Regions from separate parts of the Macaca mulatta genome. Here region 1 is linked to region 2. Evidence: chromatin contacts called from public Hi-C data. All regions are on one chromosome and are shown on one strand. The core of a region is the stretch at or near the end of the contact, and the rest is flanking DNA. Distances in the headings are between cores, read along the strand shown.

What was found. Hi-C and Micro-C count contacts between places; a contact is called where the count stands out from the background.
Region 1: a contact with region 2 is called in a Hi-C map of fetal cortex germinal zone, with 3 times the contacts expected there. The contact joins the enhancer-like site here to the promoter of DUSP1 in region 2. A contact is called at or near these places in 4 of 14 Hi-C or Micro-C datasets (CD4 T cells, blood, fetal cortex germinal zone and 1 more).

The regions. Positions count from the first base shown.
Region 1 is chr6:181,822,795-181,827,951 of T2T-MMU8v2.0, reverse strand. The region is part of intron 10 of ERGIC1 (endoplasmic reticulum-golgi intermediate compartment 1); the gene reads right to left. It also overlaps a transcript of RPL26L1 not described here. Among named protein-coding and RNA genes, the nearest start is that of RPL26L1, 19 kb to the left of the region's middle. Within about 2 kb of position 3,416, at least 11 of the 40 cell types and tissues checked have an H3K27ac peak or open chromatin away from gene starts, as enhancers often do. A contact at or near this core is called in fetal cortex germinal zone, where this site is marked.
Region 2 is chr6:181,645,251-181,650,304 of T2T-MMU8v2.0, reverse strand. DUSP1 (dual specificity phosphatase 1) reads left to right here and starts at 2,796. Exons shown (of 4, transcript NM_001257450.2): 1 at 2,796-3,395; 2 at 3,674-3,819; 3 at 4,144-4,363; 4 at 4,806-5,054. The coding sequence starts at 3,029. It also overlaps a transcript of RPL26L1 not described here.

The DNA of each region.
Region 1 (5,157 bases), core at 2,167-4,666, 180 kb before region 2:
TCAAGGTTTACGTACCAAATTTCCTGACGTAAGGGATCCCCGTCAGCAAGGGCTGTGAAGTAAGAAGCTGTGCATCTATAAAAACCAGCCTGGTGTGCAAAATGGAGCCCACTCGGTCTCATGTTCCTCTTCCGCCTCCGAACCTGCTCTGGGAGCGCGCACGCCAGGAGGCCCTGTCTGTGTGCAGACCCAGTTTGGAGCAATCTGTTTCTGGAACACAACCTTCTTGAAGATCTAGTTCAGCTTGGAATACCACGGAAGGATCTGAACTGAAGCGTTTCGCACATTTCCAGACCTGAATCACCAAGCTCCTAATATGGGTTCTGTTCTGTCCCTTGGAGAACAGAAATCGTCTTGGTGGGGGGTGTACCAAGGCGTACAACTCTCCTTCTATTTGCTCACTGTTTGACACCTATTTATTCCCACATTGACGCACTGGATCTAGAGATCAGCGATGACTAAACCTGGCTTTGTTGGAGCTCATGGTCCAAGGAAGGGCGACACCGAGGGAACTCTGAGCAGGGTAGTGGGGGCAGAGGGCAGAGAACCGAGGCTGCATATGGGAGCTCTGAAGGCTGTCCTGCCACTCCAGGGCCAAGACGGTCATTTTTTTTTTTTTTTTTTTTTTTTTTTGAGACGGAGTCTCACGCTGTTGCCCAGGCTGGAGTGCAGTGGCGCGATCTCGGCTCACTGCAAGCTCCGCCTCCCGGGTTCCCGCCATTCTCCTGGCTCAGCCTCCTGAGTAGCTGGGACTACAGGCGCCCGCCACCGCGCCCGGCTAATTTTTTGTATTTTTAGTAGAGACGGGGTTTCACTGTGGTCTCGATCTCCTGACCTTGTGATCCGCCCGCCTCGGCCTCCCAAAGTGCTGGGATTACAGGCTTGAGCCACCGCGCCCGGCCAAGACGGTCATTTTTCCAACTCACATCATCTTAGTGGGTAGAACCTTCTCAGTTTGAAGTTTGTCTCTTGTCAATTCTTCTTTTTTTTTTTTTTTTTGAGATGGAGTCTTGCTCTGTCACCCACGCTGGAGTGCAATGGCACGATCTCAGCTCACTGCAACCTCCGTCTCCCTGGTTCAAGCGATTCTCCTGCCTCAGCCTCCCAGGTAGCTGGGATTACAGGTGCGTACCACCATGCTTGGCTAATTTTTGTATTTTTAGCAGAGACAGGGTTTCACCATGTTAGTTAGGTTGGTCTTGAACTCCCGACCTCATGATCCACCCTCCTCGGCCTTCCAAAGTGCTGGAATTATAGGCGTAAGCCACCGAGCCCAGCCTTGTCAATTCTTCTTAACGCCCACTGCCCTCTTTCCTGCCCCAGCCCTTGCTGCCTTAGTTTCTGGCAAATGTTTGCAGAAGCCTAAACAGATGAACAAAAGGTATCAGATATGGGGAGGAAAACGTGCAAACTATCAGCCAATCTGCCTCAGATGGATGATGGCTTTTTTAATGGTTTGTATGTGTGAAGCTGTGATTTCACCTTGCATATTCACAATAAAATAAAACTTTGTTTCCTGCTCTAATATTTCTTCCTGATTCCCAGGATGAAAGTCACTGTATCAAATGATCCTGGGGTCTGTCCTACCAGGAGTTCTATGACTTCTGGGGGCTTTGTTGCTGCAACACCCCTGACAGCCCTTGTTTTGGAAGACAGAGGCTCCTGAGACAGTGCTGGGGGTAGGGGATGTTGCAGAGGCAGGCACTGGGGTCACGTTCGAGCCTTGCCATTTGCTGGCTGTGTGTTCTTGGATGAGTTTTTTCACCTCTCTGAGCCTCAGTTTAATCCATTTATAAAAGAGGAACAAAATCATCTACCTTGAGGGGTTGCTGGGAGGGTTAAAGGAGGTAACTATGTAGTTACCTGGCACATAGTAGGTGCTTAATAGGGGTAGCTATATGATCACTTTTTCCCCTCATCCTGTCTGGCTAGGGAAAATATGATCTTCTTTTTTTTTCTTTTTTGAGACAAGGCTGGAGTGCAGTGGCATGATCTTGGCTCACTGCAGCCTCCACCTCCCAGGTATAAGTGATTCTCCTGCCTCAGCCTCCACAGTAGCTGGGACTACAGGCATGCACCACCACACCTGGCTAATTGTTTGTATTTTTAGTAGAGACAAGGTTTCGCCATGTTGGCCCGGCTAGTCTTGAACTCCTAGCCTCAGGCGATCTGCCCACCTTGGCCTCCCAAAGTGCTGGAATTACAGGTGTGAGCCACTGCGCCCGGCTGAAAATATGATCACTTCTTTAGGCAGCTGCCCCTTACACATTTCTGAGCACCTGTGTCCAGGCCAGGCCCTTCACTGGATGCTAGGGACACAGGTAAGTCAGACCTGGAGGTCATCATCAGGCCTGGCAACCAGGCAGGGCAATCTGAAGTCTGGGGGATTAGTCCCCTGGTTAGAAAGCATGAAGGAGGGCAGCAGAGAGGAACGTCTGTGGGTGGGGCTCCCTGTAGCAACTCTCCCTCATACCCAAGTTAAGCCCTGGCCAAGGGTCCTGAGCACCACTCGAGTTAAGTGAGCTGCACAAATCTTCAAGAATGATAAGTTTTGAGTAGCACGCAACGGGAGGGTGTCATCGCCATCCGGTACTTCTTGGTGGGCAAAAACCATCCCAGCCATACTGGCCCAACTGGCACTTTGTTTAATGGACTTCTGGCTGTTCCTCCAAAATAAAATCAACCACGCAAGGAAAGAGATCTGACACCTCTGAAGCCATCCAGTCTGTCACCACAACCCACTTGAACGCAATCTCAATCTCAAAAAGGGAGCTTCAGCAAGTGGCAGGGGACAAATGTATTGTGTGGGAGGGGAGCACTTTGGAGGGGATTAGTTGCATGTCGTCAAATATGATCTGTTTACTCCCTTAGCACTGGAATGTTCTGACAGAGCACAGAACATCGCTGTGAGCAAGGTGCCCCACGTGCCGAGAGAGGAGCTCCAGGAAGCCTGGCCAAAGACTTCCAGGAGGAAAAACTGTTTAGGCTGGGGATAAACAAGCCCTTTCGGGGCAATGAGACCCTGCGGGGGCAACCTGGGAGCAGCCAGGTACTTAACACTTGGCCATGCATCTGGGAGGCTCCACCTGCCTCTATCCTCCCTCCCTCCAGCCCACCCACAGCTGCCTCCCAGCCCCGCAGCCGCCACATGACGACATCCTGACCTAAGCCCCTCTTCGTCTCCAGCGCCTCTAAGGAGCTATTTGCAGAGGCCCCCATTTGCCGTTTAGGGGCTTTGCACGCAAGTGTTTGATTTTAAAAAGAGAGAAAGAGAAGCCACAGCAGGTGCCTCCACTTCCATCCCGGCCCCACCCCACCCTCCGAGGGCTCCCAGGGATCTTTGTGCCGTGTGTGTATGTGTGTGTCTGAGTGCTGGCGTCATCTCCACATCTGCTGCCCTGTGACAAGGGCCTTTGAAGCTCCACAATGACGCCATCTGCCAGGCACAGCCGGCCGGCTGGCTCCTTCAGAGCTGACCCCACGGTTACCATGGCAACCAAGGTGGTGGCACGGGGCCTTCAGAAGAACCACCAGTCTAATGATGTCAGGAGGTTCCCTGCAGCAGTGTGGTCCACGAGCCCGGGGCTTTGTCAGCCCATGCTTGAGCAGAGGTGGGTGGGGCAGAGATGGAGGACAGGCTGGTGGCCAAGGACAGGAAGAGAAGAAGGAATCATGGAGGCATTGGGTCTCTGACAAAGGAAGCGTCTTCCCTGTGGCTTCTGGGAGCCTCCTGCTCTCAGAAGGTCAGCGGCTCACTGGGGAGTCTGTCACCTGCCAAAGGGGGTGGCACGGCCTGCATAGGACACGTTACACTGGGCACCTCTGCGCATAGTATTCCCTTTCCCAGGGCCCTTTCTCCTCAGCTCAAGGCCCATCACAGGATTCCCTTCTTGGAGCTTCCCAAACAAAGGGGATGGCGCCCTCTCGTTTGCCTGCAGTGTCAGGCACACATCTCCACTACAGCCCCGTCAATGCTCCCTGCGCTCACTCATCTGCTCCACCAGCGGGGTCTCCTTGAAGGCAGGGACTGTGTATGATTCAGCTAACCCTGGTGCCTGCTACAGAGGTCGGCACATGGTGAATTCTAGCAAATGTTAAATGAATAAATGAAGTCCCTTCATTTCTCAGCCACTTGCCAAGTGATTTCTTTTCTTTTCTTTTCTTTTTTTTTTTTTTTGAGATGGAGTCTCATTCTGTCCAGACTGGAGTACAGTGGCGTGATCTTGGCTCACTGCAATCTCTGTCTGCCAGGTTCAAGCAATTCTCCTGCCTCAGCCTCCCGAGTAGCTGGGACGACAAGCATGCAACACCATGCCCGGCTAATTTTGTATATTTTCAGTGGACATGGGGTTTCACAATGCTGGTCAGGCTGGTCTCGAACTCCTGACCTGGTGATCCACCTACTTCGGCCTCCCAAAGTGCTGGGATTACAGGTGTAAGCCACCGCACCCGGCCAATTTATTATTATTTTGTGAGACAGAGTCTCGCTCTGGCACCAGGCTGGAATACAGTGGCATGATCTTGGCTCACTGCAACATCCGTTTTCTGGGTTCAAGTGATTCTCCTTCCTCAGCCTCCCGAGTAGCTGGGACTACAAATGCCTACCCCCATGCCTGGCTAATTTTTGTATTTTCAGTAGAGATGAGGTTTTGCGATGTTGACCAGGCTGGTCTTGAACTCCTGACCTCAAGTGATCCCTCTGCCTCAGCCTCCCAAAGTGCTGAGATTACAGGCATAAGCCGCTATGCCCGGCCATTACCAGGTGATTTTTAATGCCCAGAGTCTCAGCTGCTTTCCATACAACAGCAAACAGAAACAGGGACAGAGAAGAGCCTTCTGAACCCTACTGGGAGGCATGGATGGAGGGGGTTTCTCTGCTACAGTCAATGCTACAGGTGCTAGGGCCTCTGAGGAGTGGTCTAGACCTGCATGGAGGCACCAGGGAACCTACTTGTATCTGTGTGTGTGGCTTATCGTGGGAATGAAGTAGGAGAGCTGGAGTAAGACTCAGCACCAAGACCCACTTGGGGTGTGCTACCTGTGGGGTCTTGGGTGAAATCATTTGCTCACAAATCCCCTGATTTTTTGGGTCCTGGCGTCTGTGCATCTCCCCTCAGAGTAGCTACATCCATGTCCCTCCACACCAGTAGTACATGT
Region 2 (5,054 bases), core at 1,547-4,046:
GAGTCAACATCCACTGATTTATCTGCTTCATTCCCTCTGGCGGCCAGGCCCACAAGGCCAAGTCCTCCACTCCTGTGGTTACAGAGACCAGATGATGCTGGGCTCTCTTTGGCTCCATCCTCAGTCAGAAGCAGCATCTCCACTGCCTGGATTGGGGGCCTAGGTGGCTACACGTTTACCACTTGCCTCTAGGCAGGTGACCCACCGTGAGCGCTGTGTGGTAGAGGGTCTTAAAGAGGAGCTCTCCCTGAGTCAGGCCCCTGTCCGCTGATGTCTCTCATAAGCAGATGGCTTGCAGTGACCTTCTCCCTGGTTCTGAGGCAAGTCTCTGAAAGGCACAGGGACAGAACCATTCTGCTGGGAAGGGGAAACCCTAGAGATACAGTGAATCATAAAGAGCAGGGGTGGGGTAGGGCCTGGGTTCCCTAACCCCCCCATCTCTCACTTGGGCCTCAAACCATCTACAAAGTGGGCCAGTGTAGACCCACGGTACAGATGTGGGCTTGGAGGCTCAGTAGGGGTCGAGACTCACCTCTGACCATCCAGCAGCAAAATGACAGGGTTCAAGTCTACTTTTATACTCTTTCCAGCAAGGGAGGAGAGAGAAAAGCAGGAGAGGCCAGAAGATACCTGGCTCTAGGGCCAGACTGTGCCACTACTACCATGATAATGGCACTAAAGAGAATCTTGCTCTGTCACCAGGCTAGAGTGCCATAGTGTGATCTTGGCTCACTGCAACCTCCGCCTCCTGGGCTTCAGGCGATTCTCCTGCCTCAGCCTCCCGAGTAACTGGGATTACAGGCGTCCACCACTACGCCCAGATAATTTTTGCATGTTTAGCAGAGACGGGGTTTCACCGTGTTGGCCAGGATGGTCTCGATCTCCTGAACTTGTGATCCGCCTGCCTCAGCCTCCCAAAGTGCTGGGATTACAGGTGTGAGCCACAGCACCCAGCCCTTAAAAGAGTTTTCTTGTTGAAAAATTTCGGTAGGGAAAGGTATAATGAATTCTCTTGGTGAGAGAAAAAAAAATGGGACAAATCAAGTCGGTATGCAGTGAAAAGTCAGCAGCTGTAACATTCTATGATTCAACGCAAAAAGTATGTTGAGTTCCTCAGCTGAATAAGTAGTATAAACAAATAATTTCTTTTTCTTCTATCTCTCCATACAGGGAGGGTGTTGCTCTTATCTGAGGACCTCTTTGCTGTCCTCGACCAATGTTCAAATGAAGGTAGAAAACGCCCTTTTAAAAAAAAGCACTCCATTCCCTGAACTTTTCTAGAAGAATCCAGGCAGAACGTTTGCGCAGGCGAAAACACACAAGCTAAGCGAGGCAAATGCAGAAGTTGCCTCTGGTGATACAGCTCGCACAACGACGACAGAGGGTGGCCAGTGAAATCCCCTCCCCCAGGAGGGGAGGAAACCGCAGAATGTTCCTGACTCGGCACCCGGGCCGGTGGCGCAATGTTTATGTTTGTGTACCTAGCGCGTCGCGTCGCTGCAGCAGGCTGTGCTGTCCAGGGGGCCGTCACTGGGACTCAGGGCATGGATATCGCTGGGCGTTGGGGGCGGGGGGTCTTCCCAAGCGTTGCGATCCATGTCCTGGCAGTCCGCCCACAACGGCCCGGGATTGGATTTTGCCTTCAGCCTATAACGGAAGCGACGACAGGGAGCGAGGGTTGGGGCCGGCTTCTGTTCCGGGTTGGAGCCCCCCAGCCCAGCGCTTAGTGGGCGCTCACTCAGTATACTGCCTATTTGTGTAATAAAGGGATGGAGAAGCTCGGTCTGGAGCCAAGGTGACAGAAACGTGTCGGGCGGCCCCTGGGGGGAGCCGTCGAGTCGCGCTGCGGGTCGCCCCTCACCCCTCCAAACGCCAAACCCGGGAATCCACCGCGGGGCCTTGCGACCCCCGACCGGGATTTCAGCCCCTTGACCTGCCTTCCTTGGCTCCAAGTCTTCCAGGGGCCACAGACTAGGAATAGCATTATTTCCCGGTGGGGGTTTGCTCGCTTACACTTTCATGGCAAATGTAGATATTTTAAAGCCACCTTAAAGAAAGTCGGGGAAACAGGAAAGCATTGCCCTGAACCTCTCCGCCCCAACTCGCTCGAGTCGTTTTTGGTAGGAACGACTTTTCTATCGGCAGAGCTGTTCATTTTTCTCCAAACTTCATCTTAGGCGCCTCTGTGCTGCCCCACGCGCCGCCCCACCCCACACCCCAGTAGTGTGGTTCTGGGCAAGTCAGTAGCTTCGCTTGGGGAACCTCAGTTTCCCCGCCTGTTAGTGATGAGGAAATGAGAGAAAGGGGCACAAGAGTATGCAAAAGCGCAGGAAGCCCCTTTCGGCTCAGGTCGAAGGCCGAGGGGCACGGGGAAGGGGACTCGGGGAGGGAGAGACGGAGGAGCGGCGAGGCCAAGGCAGGTGGCACGTCGCCCATTCTCCCGGCCGCTCGCATCCCAGAGGTCAGCCTCAGCTGGCAGCGAGCCCTCCGCCTCCCCGCTGGGCCCGGAGCGCGGCGCGGGCCCAGTCCCTGGGGACGCGCCAAGAGCAGGCCGGACGGCAGGGCGGGGGCCGGGCCGCGAGCCAGCGCGCAGCAAGCGGACCCAGCTCCGAGGCTGATGACGTCTTCCCCTGTAGCTCGGCGGCGCCGGGCCGGGCAGGGCGGGTGACGTCACCGCCCCGTCACGTGATCACCATTCAAACAAACACCCTCCTCCCCCTGCGCGCGGGTCAGGCCCGCCCCGTCGCCCAGAGGCCTCATATAAACGAGCTCCCCGGATAGGGCTCGCTGCGAAGGACGTTCGGGCTGTGTGTGCGACGTGGTTCGAAGGGGCAGTCGGGGCAACCGCGAAGAAGCCGAGGAGCCCAGAGCCCCGCGTGACGCTCCTCTCTCAGTCCAAAAGCAGCTTTTGGTTCGGCGCAGAGCGACCCGGGGGTCTAGCTTTTCCTCGAAAGGCGCCGCCCTGCCCTTGGCCCCGAGGACAAAGAGCACCGCAGGGCTGATCACGCTGGGGGCGCTGAGGCCGGCCATGGTCATGGAAGTGGGCACCCTGGACGCTGGAGGCCTGCGGGCGCTGCTGAGGGAGCGCGCGGCGCAATGCCTGCTGCTGGACTGCCGCTCCTTCTTCGCCTTCAACGCCGGCCACATCGCCGGCTCTGTCAACGTGCGCTTCAGCACCATCGTGCGGCGCCGGGCCAAGGGCGCCATGGGCCTGGAGCACATCGTGCCCAACGCCGAGCTGCGCGGCCGCCTGCTGGCCGGCGCCTACCACGCCGTGGTGTTGCTGGACGAGCGCAGCGCCGCCCTGGACGGCGCCAGGCGCGACGGCACCCTGACTCTGGCGGCCGGTGCGCTCTGCCGCGAGGCGCGCGCCGCGCAAGTCTTCTTCCTCAAAGGTACGCCCTCGGGGAAGCTCGGGGCGGGCCGCACACCCCTGAGATTTTGCCCGGTACCCTCGGCTCTTGGCTCCCGGGGGGTCGCCCCACCTGCAGCGCGTGGGCGCTGGAGTACATTTATCTCTGGAACTTGTCATTGGCTTTGTTTGGCTCTGGGAACAAAGACTTGCCTGGGCCTTTCCGCTGTAAACTTCCAGCCCTTGGTGGGTGGGGGAGTCGTATGAAGGTGCCCTGTCCCGGCGTCACTGAGGAAAAAAAAAATGTCTTTGTATTCCCAGGAGGATACGAAGCGTTTTCGGCTTCCTGCCCGGAGCTGTGCAGCAAACAGTCGACCCCCATGGGGCTCAGCCTTCCCCTGAGTACTAGCGTCCCTGACAGCGCGGAATCTGGGTGCAGTTCCTGCAGTACCCCACTCTACGATCAGGTTAGTAGGTGTCCCTGCCACAGGGGAGAAGTAAGAACTGGCAAAGGCACGGAGGAGTGGTGCCAGGGAGAATATAGAAAGTGACCTGCAGCATTATTTATAACGGAGGGGACACAGGGATATGATTGTAGGCTCTACAGAAATGAATTTGCTGGTCCTGCCCAGGCAAATGGGCTTAGTTCCCTATTTATTTATCCTCCAGCAACAGAACTGAGTTCACTCGCTATCTGAAATTGACTTTTCCAGCAGAAAGTTTTTGTGGGTGTGGGCACTGGCCTTGGCTTTGAGCGAGCTTGATGAATGTTGGATATTTCTGGATTTCAGGGTGGCCCGGTGGAAATCCTGCCCTTTCTGTACCTGGGCAGTGCCTATCACGCTTCCCGCAAGGACATGCTGGATGCCTTGGGCATCACTGCCTTGATCAACGTCTCAGCCAATTGTCCCAACCATTTTGAGGGTCACTACCAATACAAGAGCATCCCTGTGGAGGACAACCACAAGGCAGACATCAGCTCCTGGTTCAACGAGGCCATTGACTTCATAGGTAAATGGAATGGATGCCTGGGGCTTTTCTGCCTCTCTCTTCTCATTTTAGCCCCTAAGCCCAACCTCTGTGGCAAGAGCTTGAAGTCTTATGAGCCTTCTTCCAGACATTCAGTATCAGTCTGGTGTGGGCAACATTCCTGCAAAATGTGAATTTGATTCAATGTCCCACTTTACAGATTTGCAAACTGGGGCTCACAAAGTTGAATTGACTGGTGTGAGATCTATCTGCTGAGTGGAAATCCCCAGTCTGAGTTTAAATCCTGTGCCATCCTTTGCGCAGTGCCCAAGTTGCTTCCATGAACAGTAGCCATGTGATGGCGTGTGGTGATGTTGACCATTTCTAGACAAGACACACATGACCTTTCTCAGATACACTGTACCTGGGCTTGGGGTGGTTCTCCTGAGCTCTCCAGTAACCAGCCGCTCCTTTTGTTTTCTAGACTCCATCAAGAATGCTGGAGGAAGGGTGTTTGTCCACTGCCAGGCGGGCATTTCCCGGTCAGCTACTATCTGCCTTGCTTACCTCATGAGGACTAACCGAGTCAAGCTAGACGAGGCCTTTGAGTTTGTGAAGCAGAGGCGAAGCATCATCTCCCCCAACTTCAGCTTCATGGGCCAGCTGCTGCAGTTTGAGTCCCAGGTGCTGGCCCCACACTGCTCGGCAGAGGCTGGGAGCCCCGCCATGGCTG